Regions from separate parts of the Pan troglodytes genome. Here region 2 is linked to region 1. Evidence: chromatin contacts called from public Hi-C data. All regions are on one chromosome and are shown on one strand. Each heading gives the region's core, a stretch centred on a gene start, on an enhancer-like site or on the middle of the called end of the contact. The rest is flanking DNA. Distances are from core to core; before and after follow the strand shown. Region 1 holds the start of SYMPK (symplekin scaffold protein). Region 2 holds the start of IGFL2 (IGF like family member 2).

Region 1 (7,960 bases), core at 1,495-3,994:
CTCTGGAGAAGGGTGTGACAGGGAGCAGAGGAAGGCAGGGTGAAGCCAGAAGCCAAGTTTCTAGTCCCAGACCCAACCCAGCACCCCAGCATTCTGCGTGCGGGGCTTCAGAGTTAACCACCTCTAAAACGGGGGAGCAGCTGGACCAGCTGATCTGCAAGAACCTGAGGCCAACAGGGATATCCCAGGATGGTAACTTTCCAAGTTCTTTCCAGACAGCAAGCTGCCCTCAGTGTTAACGTCACCCCAAGCGGGAGGGTGCTATGGGCAAGAAGTGGTTTGGGGACCCTCTCAGCTCTTAGTTGCTGGCTGAGTGTAGGTATTTCTCTCCCCATTGTTCTGACCCAAGGGGAAGAGGTGGGCTTATCTGATGGGAAGGCTGGGGAGAGCCTCACAGTATCACCCAACCATTTCCATTCCTCCAAATACTGACTCTCCCAAAATATGCCCTGAAATGCTGATTACCTCCAGACTGTCCCTCTACTATTATTATTATTATTTTTTGAGATAGGGTCTCATTCTGTCACCCAGGCTGGAGTGCCGTGATACGATCACAGCTCCCGGCAGCTCGAACTCCCAGCCTCAAGTGATCCTCCCACCTCAGCCTCCCAACCAAGTAACTTAGACTACAGGCATGCCTGACTAATTAAAAAAAAAATTTTTTTTTAAAGACAAGGTCTCCCTATGTTGCCCAGGCTGGCCTCAAACTCCTGGGCTCAAGAGATCCTCCCACTTCGACCTCCCAAAGTGCTGGGATTACAAGTGTGAGCCACTGTGCCGGCTTTCCTTCAATTTCTGACACAATTTCCATAAAAATTGTTCCCTAAACTTGGATCTATTCAGACTGTGCCCCAAATATCAACTCCTCCTGCCTAGACCCCCATCATTTACTTAAGATGTGCCCCCAAAACAACTGTAGTTGGTTTGTACAATTGGTCTGTAGGTGGTTCCCTTAAATCAGGTCCCCAGACTGAGTTCTGCAGAGGTCCAGCTGGGATCACCCCCACTACCTGGAACCCTCCATTTCCCACCTGGGTCTCTGCCTTCTGCATCTCACAACTGACACCTCCAGCCACCCTGCCTCCACCTCTCAACACTCCCAGTCCCTTTCCCTGTTGGCCCTGCCCCACTCCACGTGCACCTCACACCTCCCCAAACCCAGGACTGGCCCTTCCCAGGCACCTTGCCCAGCCCTGAAGGCCTGGGGATCCAGGAGTCCCACCCTACAGTTTCGAGCCCCAGACCCAAGACTCAGGCACACTGGGGCCCCCGCAGCCACCAGATCTTGACTCCTTGGAGAACCTAGCCATTCCTGCCCCACACCCCACCTCAAGCCCACAGTCCCCTTCCAGGTTAGAAGTCCAAGTGTCCAGACCCCCATAATTCTCAGACCAAGAACCCAACCCCCAGCCCCCACAACCTCACAACGTTGATTATAGAGTGAGGTAGCTAAGGTGTAGGGGTCGTTGCAGCAAGACGAATGGGGGTCAGACTTGAGGAAGGACTTTCTGTCTGTCCAGGTGAGGGGATTAGAATATGCCGCCACCCCCCACTCCAGGGAAGCCTTGTCTGAGGTGAGACTGGATGGGAATTTTAGCAATAGCTGGAGGTTGCTGGACTGGCAGGGAGCAGGGGAAGGTGCACAATCTAAAACTCTCCATCTTCCGACTTGGGGAGTCCCTGCGGAGGGTCATGGGTAGGGATGGGGGGGTGGAGATCGGCCCCTCTCCTGCCAATGCTGATGGCTACATCTTCTGCTCCCAGATGCCCAACTCTAAGCCACCTGTTATTTCAGACTCCAAAAACGAAGCTTCATCTCTGAGCACCCCCATCTCTTACCCCTGAGCACCAATCCCTATTTCTGACCCTACCTTAGATTACCAGCTGATCCTTACCTCCGAACCCCAGTTCTTTAACACTGTGTGCTGGCCCTGAGCTCCCACCTCAGTCTTCCCTTAATGGTGACTCCTCCTCCATCTTTTAGTCTTTCTTTCCCTCCAACTTTGAACCTCACATCCTGAAACCCCCTAGTCTGTCCCCTACCCTGGAACTCTGATTCCTATCTTTGGTTTGTACATATAAATCCCTTGCTTTCTGGAGCTCCAACACCCGGCTCCCAAGTTTAAGGTGTGACCCGACCCTTGGCTAAATTTTCCTGACTTCCATTAAGCCCTGGCCGCGGCGAGGCTGCCCAAACAGCGCTCCCATCCATGCCTCGTCCCGGGTCCCTGACTTCCACACCTGGTCTCCGTGTTCCCAGTTCCTCGGCTGCCCAAGTAGACGCCTTTGCCTCCATTTGAACCCACAACCAGTCCCTGCTCCATGTGAGCCCACACCCCGATACCTGCCCCCAACTTCCCGCTCCGCCATCCCCGAGGACACACCTCGCCCGCCTCCGGGTAGTAGCTCCACTCGGCCAGGTCATGGGCCTCCATCTTCACTGAGCCCAGCATCCCCCGGGCTTGCGCCCCCACCCGCCCCCGCTCCGGCCCCGGGGGAACGGAGCGCTCTGGATCTCTCAGCGGGCACGGCCCGAGCTCCCACCGGCGCCCGCCCGTCCGACCGCCCGGGGTACGGCTGTCCCGAGCGCCGCGGGAGGCGGCCACGCTTTATAGCCGGGACACCCCCGCCCTCGCCCGCCCCGGGCTCCCCTCCCGCCTCCCCGAGGGCGGCGCGCTCGGACTGGGGCGCCCCCTGCGGGATCGCCAGGAGACAGACCTCAGGCGCCGGGGGCCGCAGCCCCAGGACGCGACAGCTGGGGGTGATTCAGGAGTGAGGGAGCTGCCCGCAGCGACGCTGCAGATACCAAGGGCCCCGAGGTCAGAACTCTGGAGCCTTTCTACCTCAGCGGGCTTCATCATCTCGGCAGGAGAGGACGAAGAGCCAGAGCCCTGCATGACCGCGGCGGAAGAAAGGGGAATCAGAGCGCTAGGGCCACTATGCGACTACAAGGACCCGTAAGAGGTCCCCGAAATCACATCCCCATTGGACAGACAGGAAGACTGAGGCCTCCGACAGCTAGAAATGCTTAACTTGGCCGGGCGCGGTGGCTCACGCCTGTAATTCCAGCACTGCAGGAGGCCGAGGCGGGCGGACGGACGAATCACTTGAGGTCAGGAGTTTGAGACCAGCCTGGCCAACAGGGTGAAACCCCATCTCTATTAAAAATACAACAACTAGCTAGGCGTGATGGTGCGTGCCTGTTATCCCAGCTATTCGGGAGGCTGAGGCAGGAGAATCGTTTGAACCTAGGAAGCGGAGGTTGCAGTGAGCCGAGATCGCGCCACTACAGTCCAGCCTGGGAGAGAGAGCGGGACTCCGTTTCCAAAAAAAAAGAAAGAAAGAAAAGAAAAGAAAAAGAAATGCTTCAGACTGTTGAAAGGGTCAAGAACAAAGATGGAGGGGATAGGGGCCTCTCCGCAGACCCCACTAGGGCAACAGACCACCTCCCCTCCGAGACCCAGGAGCTTCGCTGCCCGAACTCCGCACTCTCCAAGACCAGCCAGCCGTCCAGGGACTCAGCGCCACTGAGAACTCCATTTCCCAGAATGCTCTAGCTCCCTTTCCGCCCGGTGCCTCCGAAGGGACTACATTTCCCAGAAGGCCTAGCGACCCAGAGCCGGAAATGAAGGGGCTGGTCGCCGTAGTATGGAGGCGGGCAGAATGCCGCTCGCACGGGACGAGGCATGGGCGGGGTCGGGCTGTGCTCTGGACTCCATTTCCCGGCGGCCCTGGGTTTGTGGCGCGTGCGCACCGTTCCCGGCGACGAACGGAAGATGGCGGCGGCGGCGGCGGCGGCGGCGGCGGAGTGTAGGAAGAGGCACTGCTGAGGGGGCGCGAGGGGAACGGAGGCCAGAGCCGCGGTGAGCGGGAGGCGGCGTTTGGGCCCGGAGACGAAAGGAGGAGGCGCCTAAAGAAGCAGGGGCGCGGGCGGGGAGGGCATCGCCGTGGGGAGAGGGGAACAGTGGCTTTCGCGACCCATGTTTCTTCCCCTGCTCAGGACCCTTCCTTGGCTCCCTAGTGCCCTCGAGGCAAAGTTCCAACGTGGCCCCCCGGGCGCCACCGCCCCGCAGACCTCGCTTGCTTCGACTCGGCCTCTTTGCTTTTTCCCCCACCTCTAACAGCCGCCCTGGCCTTTCGGTTCCTTAAACTTGCCATGCGCTTTCCCGCTTCGGGGATTTTGCACAGGCTGTCCCTTCTGCCTGCAACATCCTTTTACCCATTCGGCTTGGCTAACTCCCATTTCATCCTTCGGGTCTCGGCACCAACGTCACTTCCTCTGCGAAGCCCTCCTTCCCTGCCCTCCATCCAGAAATCCGCCTGTTAAATGCTTTTGTCGGTCCGTGTTCCTTCATGTCACGTGTGGTCTAATTTGTTATCCGACTCTTATCTGTGTGCTGTTTTATGATGTCTGTGACCGTGTGTTCCATGAAGGTAGGGACTAGGTTTGTCTCTGTCGCCACTGTGTTCTCAGCACAGCGCCAATCACGCCGGAGACGCCCAGCTAATGTTCGTTGAAGGAATGAAAGATACTCCTAGAGCCAGTTTGGGGAAACAGGGTAGTCATCAGATTCCTAGGTAGCAGTGGGGCAGGGTACCACTTCTTAACGAGTACATCGAGAGGGAAGGGGAAACAGTGATACTGTTCATCATAGCAAAAGGCTACACGCGTCCCAAATGTTCTTAAATAAGAAGATTGGCTGAAAGAAACTATAATACATCCACATAAAAAATACTATGCAACTCTAAAAAGGAATGAGGTAGATAAAAGGAAATGATGAAAATCTCTATACACTGATATAGTGGCCTCCGACATATATTAAGGGAAAACGAGTGAAGTGGAGGTTGGTGTTTATTGTATATGCTTTTTTTTTTTTTTTTTTTTGAGACAGGGTCTCACTCTGTCGCCCAGGCTGGCACGATCCCAGTTCACTGCAACCTCCACCTCCCTGGTTCAAGTGATTCTCCCACCTCAGCCTCTCGAGTAGCTGGGATTACAAACGTGCCCCACCACACCCAGGTAATTTTTATATTTTTAGTAGAGACGGGGTTTCTCTGTGTTGGCCATGCTGGTCTTGAACTCCTGACCTCAAGTGATCTGCCCACCTCAGCCTTCCAAAGTGCAGGGATTACAGGCCTGAGCCACCAAACTGGGCCTGTGTAGGCTCCTTTTTTTTTTTTTTTGAGACAGAGTCTCACTCTGTCACCCAGGCTGGAGTGCAGTGGCGTGATCTCGGCTCACTGCAACCTCTGCCTTCCAGGTTCAAGCAATTCGCCTGCCTCAGCCTCCCAGGTAGCTGGGATTACAGGCACACCACCACGCCTGGCTAATTTTTGTATTTTTAGTAGAGATGGGGTTTCACCATGTTGGTCAGGCTGGTCTTGAACTCCTGACCTCGTGATCCACCTGCCTCCGCCTCCCGAAGTGCTGGGATTACAGGCGTGAGTCACTGCTCCCGGCCCTGTGTATGCTCTTTTTGTAAACGAAAGGGAAATATGTATATATGGGTTTTTTTATTTTCATTTTTTTTCCTTTTTTTGCATAAAATCTAGCTCCTGCAGGAGAATTTTGTGTATGTGTGTTTAAAAAAGAACAAAACAAAACTGAAAGCATAAACCAAAAAGCAGAAGAAGAATGAAACAGGGTAAAATATTTTGGTTGATCTGAATGTATTATCATGAAAAAAGTGGAAATGTTTATTATGGGGTTTTATTTTATTTTATTTTATTTTTTGAGGCAGAGTCTCATTCTGTCGCCCAGGCTGGAGTGCAGTGGTGTTGGGATTACAGGTGTGAGCCACCACGCCCGGCCTGTTTTTTTTATGTTTTGACTGGGGACGGCATGCATGCCGGTTGTCTGGTGGCCAGGATCCTTGGCTTACGTAAACAGACCTGGGGGTAAAAAACAATTCCTTTCAGATAAACAGTACTGTAGCATAGTGGTAAGGAAGATATGCAGCCATGCTGCTGACTCTGCCTCTTACAAGCTATATGCCTTTGGTCAGGTCACTTTACCTCCCTGGTCTTCAGTTTCCTCATCTGTAAAATGAAAATTAAAAATAGTAACTCCCAGCCTGGGCAACATGGCGAAACCCTTCTCTACAGAAAGTACAAAAATTATCTGGTCATTCGCCTGTAGTCTCAGCTACTTGGGAAAATGAGGTAGGAGGATCGCCTGAGCCCGGGAGGCAGAGATTGCGGTGAGCTGAGATTGCGGCACTGCACTCCAGCTTGGGCAACAGAGTGACACCCTGTCTCAAAAAAACAAAAAACGTAAACCTAACTCATGTATATTAATTCTAATATATACATATTAATTCATTTAAACCTTGGTGTCTGAGGTTTAAATGAGTTAATATGTATATCTTAGAATTGTGCTTAGCACATATTAAGTGTTCTCTCTCTCTCTTTCTCTTTCTCTATGTGTGTGTGTGGTTTTTTTTTCTTTTTTTTTTTAATTTGAAACACAGTTTCACTCTTGTTGCCCAGGCTGGAGTGCAATGATGTGACCTCGGCTCACTGCAACCTCCCCCTCCCAGATTCAAGCGATTCTCCTGCCTCAGCCTCCCGAGTAGCTAGGATTACATGTGCCTGCCACCATGCCTGGCTAATTTTTTTGTATTTTTAGTAGAGATGAGGTTTCACCATGTTGGCCAGACTGGTCTCAAACTGCTGACCTCGGGTGATCCACCCGCCTTGGCCTCCCAAAGTGCTGGCATTATAGGCTTGAGCCACCGTGCCTGGCCGTGTTCAATATATATTAACTGATTATTTTTTCTTTTTTTTTTTTTGGAAACAGGTTCATCAGGTTCATGCTCTGTTGCCCAGGTTGGACTACGGTAGCCCAATCATACTTCACTACAACCAGGCTCAAACAATCCTCCCACCTTAGCCTCCAGAGTAGCTGGGACTAAAGGTTCATGGCACCATGCCTGGCTAATTTTTTTTTTTTTTTTTTTTTTTTTTTTTGAGATGGAGTCTTACCGTGTTTCCCAGGCTGGAGTGCAGTGGCATGATATCGATGCCCAGCTAATTGTGCATATGTCTAGAGATGGTGTGTCACTGTGTTGCCCAGGCTGGTTTCAAACTCCTGGCCTCAAGTACTCTTCCTGCTTCAGCCTCCCAAAATGTTGGGATTATAGGCATGAACCCCTGCACCTGGCCTTCTTTTTTTAGTTTTTAGGCCTAGGCTAGTCCTGAACTCCTGGCCTCAAGCCATCCTCCCACCTAGACCTACCAAAATGCTGGGTTTACAATTGTGAGCCACTATACCCATCCTATTTTTGTTTTCTTTCCTTTCTTTGTTTTTGTTTTGTTTTATTTTTGAGACAGAGTCTTGCTCTGTCATCCAGGCTGGAGTGCAGTGGCGCAATCTCAGCTCGCTGCAACCTCTGCCTCCCAGGCTCAGGTAATTCTCATGCCTCAGCCTCCCAAGTAGCTGGGATTATAGGCATCCATCTCCATGCCCAAGTAATTTTTTTGTATTTTTAGCAGAGACTGGGTTTTGCCATGTTGGCCAGGCTGGTCTTGAACTCCTGGCCTCAAGTGATCTGTCCACCTTGGCCTCCCAAAGTGCTGGGATTACAGGAGTGAGCCACCACACCATGCCCTTTTTTTTTTTTAAAGACTTGTCAAGTGCAGTAGTGAGAAAGGGGGAAAAAGTAGAACAAGTATAGCTATTAGGATTCAAGAGTGAAAGGGCAGGAATACTGAACCCAGTGATTGGGGAGACCGTTTGGCAGTAGTGTTCACTCATTCAGCAGATGTTTATTGAGCTCCTGCTAGGTGCCAAGCACTCTTCCGTGCTGGGAATATAAAAAGTGAAGGAACAAAATCCCTGTTCTAGGCCGGGGGCGATGGCTGAGACTTGTGATCCCAAGCACTTTGGGAGGCCAAGGAGGGTGGATTGCTTGAGCGCAGGAGTTCAAGACCAGCCTGGGCAACGTGGCGAAACTCTGTT
Region 2 (7,960 bases), core at 1,970-4,469, 220 kb before region 1:
CACTTCTAGCCATGATGGTGTTAACTGAAACTAGACTAGCTCTCTTGACATTAACAACTATAAAACTGCACACAGAATAAAGTATATGAAGCCACTGTGTTTAGGTACCAGACAACAGGTAGCACAAGACTACAATTCCACAAGGGATGGACATTTACAGGGTGAGCCCTTAGATAAACAAGTTATTTGTCAAAGAACAATTTCCCAACTGCAATGCAGATAGCTGGGATCTGAGCACAGGACAGCAGTTCTGCAGCACTGAGGGCATTCAGGGCAGCTGGTGAGGCTGGAGTCTCTGAGGTATGGTATCAAAGAAGAACTATGCAGAGGTAAGCACCACATGTCCTTGTGGAGTCTTCCCCAAATTCCTGGCTGAGGGCTAGGCTGCATATACACAGACAAGACTATCTGTCTGATAAGACAAGGCTTATCAGACAGATAAGGCTTAAGGAAGAACTATCCTAGAATAGAGGAGAGTAAGGAAACACAATAACGAATTGCAACACTGAATTCTGGATTGCATCCTAGACCAGAAAGCGGACACGAGTGGGACAACTGATGAAACTCAAATACGGTCTGCAGATCAGTTAATAGTATTATGTCAGTATTAGTTTTCTGGTTTCAATAATTTTATTAAGGCTATGCAACATTAGAGGAAGCTGAGTGAAAAAGGCAAATTCACCATACTGTTTTTGCAACTTCTTTGTAAGTCTAAAATTATTTTAAAATAAGTTAGACAATATTTTAAATGTTACATATAAAAACGCAATCACGATAATGAACACTTCCTAAAGATGCAATCAGGGCGCCTTCACATGCTCCCTCACACCTGAAATAAGCGTTATGTATCTAAGGCTCCCCTGACCTTTGGTGTGGCCTGGTTTAGCCAGTCCAAACCAGATGCAGACAGTTGTGTGGGAAGCCTGGCGACACAGACAGTTGCACTATCACCCACAAAATAACTGGCCAATTGTGGGCTGGGTTTAGAAGGTGGGCTGATGATCCCCAGTGCGTGATGAGCATGGCAGTAAAAGCACAGGGAGATCAGGTTCCCGTCCATCAATAGGAAGCCTGCGCTACAGTGTCCACCTGGACAGGAAGTGATGGACACAGTCCTGAAAGCACAGCAGGCACTGCTCCCACTCACCAATGGGCAGCCTGCCCGGAGAGTCAGCCCTGGACATCAAGGCTGGAATTCCCTTTCTGGCTCAGCAAAATTACCACAGACCAAACCACAGACACCACAGAACTCCTTTTCCTAGTCAACACTGTCTGACTCTTTCCTGACAGAAGTCTGAAACCAAGACCACCAACAGGGACAGGGCCACACATCTCAACACTGACACCACATCCCCTTGACACTCACAATGCTTAAGTCCTGAATCAGAAGATCTCAACCTCTTTTTGGAAAGTTATTTCTTTAACTCATGATTTACACAGATACAAAGACTTGGTCAGAAGGACCAAAATACTTTCTGAAATTAGAAACAAAATTATTATAACATTCAAATAGAATCATTCCCATGAACAAGCCATGACTCACAGAATTTAATTACTAAGTAGCTGTCGTTTTCACACCTCTTTCCTTTTAAATTTATTCTTTTTTTTATTTTAAAAAATAAATAGAGATGGGATCTCCCTAAGTTGACTCGCTATGTTGATGAGAATGGTCCCAAACTCCTGGCCTCAAGGGATTCTCCCATCTCGGCCTCCCAAAGTGCTGGAATTACAGGCAGGAGCCACGGCTCGCAGCTTAAATGTATTCTGCAGTGCTAGTTCTTCCCCTGCCCCAGGATAAAAGTTAGGTCAAATCCCATTAATTTTTTGGTCATTTTATTTAATAAATATCTGCCCGTGACTCATTTAAAATGGCTTTAAGTATGTAAAAGTGAAAACGACAGTCTTGATTTAAACTTACATTTTCACTGTCTCTTCCAGCTCTGACCTGCAGTCAGGTGGTAGCCTGAACTCGAGGAAGGGATGTGGCCCTCTGACGCACGTTTTCCAACTTATCACGGTTAAGAATCTTCCTCCATTTGCTGACTTAGTTTCTGAATCTACTGTGTTTAGGGCTCAAGGAGAGACGCCAGGGAGCAATAGGGTTCTTCCTTGATGGGCAGCATTGTAGTGATCTAAAATTGACACTGTTCTGAGTTTGCAAATACTTGAAACTGACTCTTTCCTTGAGGGAAGGCTTTTTTGGCTTCTATGCAGAAATCTGTCATCTGAGCTTCCTTTGATGAGGGCAATTTCATCTGGAGTCGCTTTGGATATTTACAACCCTCATCCACCATGAAAAGTTTCTGACTCAAATCCAGGCTGCAATCGAGCTGGCAGAAGTGGTGCAGACTATGATGTAGCTAAAGCAGATGAGTACCTGCCATTCAGGTACAGGCGACGTACAGGCGTTTCCAAAGCGCCTGAGGCCTGGAAACTCGGGTGGCTGGCTGGGGGATCATGGCCAGGGGCGAAGAACATCTGAGCCCGTGTGACTTGGGTCTCATTCGGGCTATAGGGGTGCAAACAGGCTCCAATCCGCGAGGAGGATGCACTAAAGTGACCCGCTTAGGCTGCAAAACCAGGTGCACCGTGGTACGCACGACTGGCTGAGCTCCATTTTCTAGGCGGGGAACTCTGAGGCCTGACGCCCACGAGGGGAGCGGCAGCGACTTGACGCACCTCCTGGGCAGCCAAAACAAACCATTGCAGAGGATTCTTGTCCCACGCAACGAGCAGCCATGAACTCTGCAGCATCCCAATTGTCCAGAACGCCCGAAACTGGCAATGAATACTGACACCAAGGCGGTTACTGCGACGGAAACATGGCGGCCAAAGCCGCCTCATCCATCGCCTGCGCGATGTCTACTGACGACGCCTGCGCGATGTCTACTGACGACGCCTGCGCGATGTCTACTGACGACGCCTGCGCGATGTCTACTGACGACGCCTGCGCGATGTCTACTGACGACGCCTGCGCGATGTCTACTGACGACGCCTGCGCGATGTCTACTGACGACGCCTGCGCGATGTCTACTGACGACGCCTGCGCGATGTCTACTGACGACGCCTGCGCGATGTCTACTGACGACGCCTGCGCGATGTCTACTGACGACGCCTGCGCGATGTCTACTGACGACGCCTGCGCGATGTCTACTGACGACGCCTGCGCGATGTCTACTGACGACGCCTGCGCGATGTCTACTGACGACGCCTGCGCACTGCAAGGTGGGCGCCGCTCTCCATTTTCTGAGCAGTCTCCTACTGCCATCTAGTGTTGACTACTGGGATATCGGCTGAAATACCCCCAGAGAGAGTGCGTCACAGGCCTTTTGACAGACTGTGGTGAATTGATACATAGCTATGTTTGCTGCATTTTAAAGTGAGCCTTGACTCCACACTTGAATGCTGTTATAACCCCTACAAAAACTAATGGACAAAAAAGACCAATGGGTTAGGGAGTGAAGGCCTTTAGGTAATACAGGAGCGGGTGGTTAGTAGCCAGCTCCATTGTATCAAAATACCTCATTTTGTTTATCCATTCATCTGTCGATGGACCCTTGGGTTATTTCCATCTTTCGGCTACTACAAATAATGCTGATATGAACATTGATGTCAAATATCTTTTTGCGTCCCTATTTCAATTGTGTGGAGTACATACCTACTATTGGGATTGCTGGGTCGTATATTAATTAATTCTATATTTACCTTTTTGAGAAACTCCCATTGTTTTCCACAGCAGCTGAACCATTTTACATTACCACCAGCAATGCACAACACCTGTTAATTTCTCCGCATCTTTACCCACACCTGTTAATTTCTGTTTTTTTGTTAATAACCATGCTAGTTGGAGTGAAGTACTATCTCCATGTTATTTTGATTTGCATTTCCCTAATGATCAATGATGTTGCGCATCTTTTCATGTAATTATTGGCCATTTATGTATTTTATTTAGAGAAATGTCTATTCAAATCCTTCTCTTGTCTCTTAAATGAGTTATTTGTTCCCGTTGTTGAGTTCAGGAGTTATTTATATATTCTGGATATTAATCTCTTATCAGAAATACGATTTTTAAACATTCTCTCCATTCTGGGGGTTGTCTTTTCCAATTACTTTTTATATGGGTTATATGATTTAATCACAGTGTCAAAGGCACGTTTAGCGTGCACCCACCATAGCACTGTATGACTTTTATAGGCTCTCGAAACATCTATCCTGCGACCCCTGCAGGCAAGAAGATAGAGAGGGTACTCCAGCCGGTATCCCCGTATTCCTCCCTAGATGGCAGTAGGAGACTGCTCAGAGAAGAGAGCGGCGGATTCCGCAGTGGAGCGCTCCCGCAGGCGCTCCCGCGGGCGCCTCCAGCAGAGCTCGCGCAGGGGCGCACGGGGGCGGCAGTGTAAGTAGTCGCCATGTTTCTGTCCCTATCACTTTCTTGGGGGTGTCACTGATCACTGGCTATTGCGACTACCAGACGCTCTGGACACTTGGAACGCTCCTGAGTCTGCGGCTGGGTCCACTTCCTGAATGGTACTAGGATCCCCGCCTCTGGTTTCTTTTGGCTGCCCCCGAGCTACCTCAGTCTTTTTCAATGTCAGGCGGTCCAAGTTCCCTGTGGTGAAAATGGAGCCCAGTGAGTCGTGCCCATGGCAGCGCACCTGGTTTTGCAGCGTGGGCAGGTCACAGGTGCATCTTCCGCGGGGATTTGAGCCAGCGTGCACCCCCATAGCGCGACTGAGATTCCAAGTCACACCCAGGTTTTGGCCTCGCAAATCCGCCTCTGCTCCCAGCTGGCACCTGAGTATGCAGGTCGCAGCCCGCGATTTAGAAACACCAGCACCCGGGTGAATGCCCACGGCTCCTCAGCTTTCGCTGCACCGACGTCTGCACCACGCCCGTCAAGCTCAGCTGCATCCTGACTCTGGGTTGGAAACTTCGTGGTGGATGATGCCTGTAACTACCCAGATGAAATCAAGACGCAACAGCCCGCATCGAGGGATGCTTAGGTGAGAGATCCTCAGCATTTGTGTCTCTAAAGAAGCCAAAGGGGGCCTTTGAGGTAATCCGCTTTACATATTTGAAAAGCCCATGGATAATCACCATAATGTTAGGAATCTCACACCCTCTTTGTGCTTCCAGCACCGAAAGAACAGAAGCTAGGTCAGTGAACAGGGTAGACGCATAGGTAGAAGTGCCGGGCAGCCAGGAAAGATAGAGTGAAACGTATCTTTAAATCAAGAGTTTTGTTTTCACTTTTACATATTTCTGGGCATTTTAAGTTGACAACACCAGGATATTTATTATTTATATTTATTATAAATAATGTATTTATAATAAAACTAAATAATATATTTATATTTACTAAATAAAACTAACCGGGAAAATGTATACAATTTGACCTAAACTTTTAGGATCAAAGAAGAACTAGAACCACGGAATAAATTTAAAAGGAAAGAGGTGTAAAAAAGGACTGCACAGTCCTTGGAGAAATGGCACATTCTAGATCTGGAACAGAAAATATACACGATGAATCTGGAACATCTTGTGCCAGAAAATAAGGAAGTGCTGAAAATAACAATTACAATAATGATATAACCCCACATTGATCACAATATGTCAAAGGGGCACAAGGGCCAACAGAAGAGCTCCCAGTGGCCAAAGCTGGAACAATTTGAGCAAGAAATGAATTCGGTGGTATTGGGTTATGACCCTACTGTGGTCTGAATTTTTGTGTCCCTCCAAGATTCACGTTGAAACTTAATCCTCAATGCAACGGTGTTAAGAGGTAGGTTTATAGGAGATGATTAGGTCACGAAGGCTCCTCCCTCATGAGTGGGATTAGTGCCCATATAAAAGTGCTGGAGGAAGTCTGTTCTTGTTTCCCCTTTCTGCCATGTGAAGATACAGTGAGAAGATGTCATCTTTGAAGCAGAGAGCAGCCCTCACCAAACACTGACTCTGCAGGTGTTTGAAAGTTTGGACTTTCAAACTTCCGGAAACTGTGAGAGATAAATTTTTGTTGTTTATAAATTACCCAGTCTAAGGTATTTTGTTATAGCAGCAGGAATGGACTAAGATAAACCCAAAGTTTAAAATAAATACTCATGAGTTCCTACTGGTATAAATAAATGATTGAATAAATAAGTGGGGAGAAGAGACAAATCTCTAATACAGAAGAATTCCAAGTAATATATATAAATACAGCACCATCAAGGAAGGAAAGCCCAACTCCTCACCTTTTAAAATGCAGGCTGCAAATAATGACCTGGCTCCAAAAAGTTCAATGTGGAAAGGGGAGAAAAAGAGTAACTTTACACTGGAGAAAAATACCACATCAGCCAGGTAATCGGTGTCATAATCATCAATGATAAATCATGTTGACAGTATCTCCTTGATAGGATGTGATAGAAATGGTACTTTACCTCTGTTATCTTGCTCCCCAAAACCAATAATGTCAGTCTAATCATTAGAGGGAAAAATCACACAAATTCCAGTAGGGATATTCTACAACCTTACCAGTGCCCTTCAGACCCTGGTAAGGATCTGAAGCATCTTGTGCCAGAAAATAAGCAAGTTCCTTACCAGTACTGCTCATAACTGTGAAGGTCATCAAAAACAAGGAAAAATCTGAGAAACTGTCACAGTCAAGAGGAGGCTAAAGAGACAGGACAACTAAATGCAATGTGTCCTGAATAGGATTCTGGAACAGAAAGAGAACATCTGGTGAAAATGAAGAAAACCTAGATAAACTATGGACTTTAGTTACTAACGGGGTATCAATATCCTTTCATTAATTATAATAAAATACTAACGTAAGAAGCTAAAAATAGGGGAAGCTGGTTTCAAGGTATTTGGAAGCTTTTTATACTAGCTTCTTAATTTTTCTGTAAATCTAATGCTGTTCTAAAAATAAATTATTCTTTAAACTATTGAAAACTCTATTTAAGTGGTAGGTTTAAGATAGCCACAAATTCTTTCTGTTCTTCCCATTGAAAGGTGGAATTGAATCCCTTCCTCTTCAATCTGGGCTTACCTTGTGACTTCCTTGACCAGTAGAATGTGGTGAAAGTGTCTTGATTTCCATGTCAGGGACATGATTTTCATCAGCTTCGTGGAATACTTGCATGCGGAGCTTGGCTTCTGTAATGGTTAATACTGACTGTCAACTCGATTGGATTGAAGGATGCAAAGTATTGATGCTAGGTGTGCCTGTGAAGGTATTGCCAAAGAAGATTAACATTTGGGTCAGTGGGTTGGGAAAGGCAGACCCGATGTTAATCTGGGTGGGCACCATCTAATCAGCTGCCAGCTTGGCTAGAATAGAAAGCAGACAGAAAAATGTGAAAAGACTAGACTGTCTCAGCCTCCCAGCCTACATCTTTCCCTCATGCTGGATGCTTCCTGCCCTCAAACATCGGACTCCAAGTTCTCAAATATCAGACTCCAAGTTCTTCAGCTTTGGGACTCGGACTGGCTTCCTTGCTCCTCAGCTTGCAAACAGCCTATTGTGGGACCTTGTGATCGTGTGAGTTAATACTATTTAATAAACTCCCATATGTGTATATATACATACACATATATACATATGTAGATATACATACATTAATTATAATAAGTATACATATACATATATGGGAGTTTATTAAGTAGTGTTAACTCACACGATCACAAGGTCCCACAATAATAAGATATATATATGTGTGTGTGTATATATATATATGTATATATATATCTCCTCGTTCTGTCCCTCTAGACAACCCTGACTAATACAGATTTCTTGGGAGGAAGCCCAAGTAGCCCTGTGGAGGCACTAATATGAAGAGGAACTAAGACCCCCCTAGCCAATTCCCTGAACTGAGCTCCCAAATGACACCCAGCACCAGTTTCTCAAGCACATAAATGAGCCATTCTGGAAGCAAATCCTCCAGGCTCAGTCAGGCCACCGTAGCTAACACTGTGCGAA

What was found. A called contact is a pair of places that touch in the nucleus more often than the background predicts.
Region 2: a Hi-C map of stem cell-derived neural progenitor cells shows a contact between it and region 1, with 2.6 times the contacts expected there. The contact joins the promoter of IGFL2 here to the promoter of SYMPK in region 1. A contact is called at or near these places in 1 of 7 Hi-C or Micro-C datasets (stem cell-derived neural progenitor cells) and 1 of 1 datasets of contacts at active chromatin or transcription factors (stem cell-derived excitatory neurons).

Annotation. Positions count from the first base shown.
Region 1 is chr20:48,821,103-48,829,062 of NHGRI_mPanTro3-v2.0_pri, reverse strand. SYMPK (symplekin scaffold protein) reads left to right here and starts at 2,744. Exons shown (of 27, transcript XM_009435848.5): 1 at 2,744-3,863. The coding sequence starts at 3,649. FOXA3 (forkhead box A3) reads right to left here and starts at 2,586. Exons shown (of 2, transcript XM_512763.7): 1 at 2,385-2,586. The coding sequence starts at 2,453.
Region 2 is chr20:49,042,493-49,050,452 of NHGRI_mPanTro3-v2.0_pri, reverse strand. IGFL2 (IGF like family member 2) reads right to left here and starts at 3,219. Exons shown (of 8, transcript XR_010153902.1): 1 at 1,919-3,219.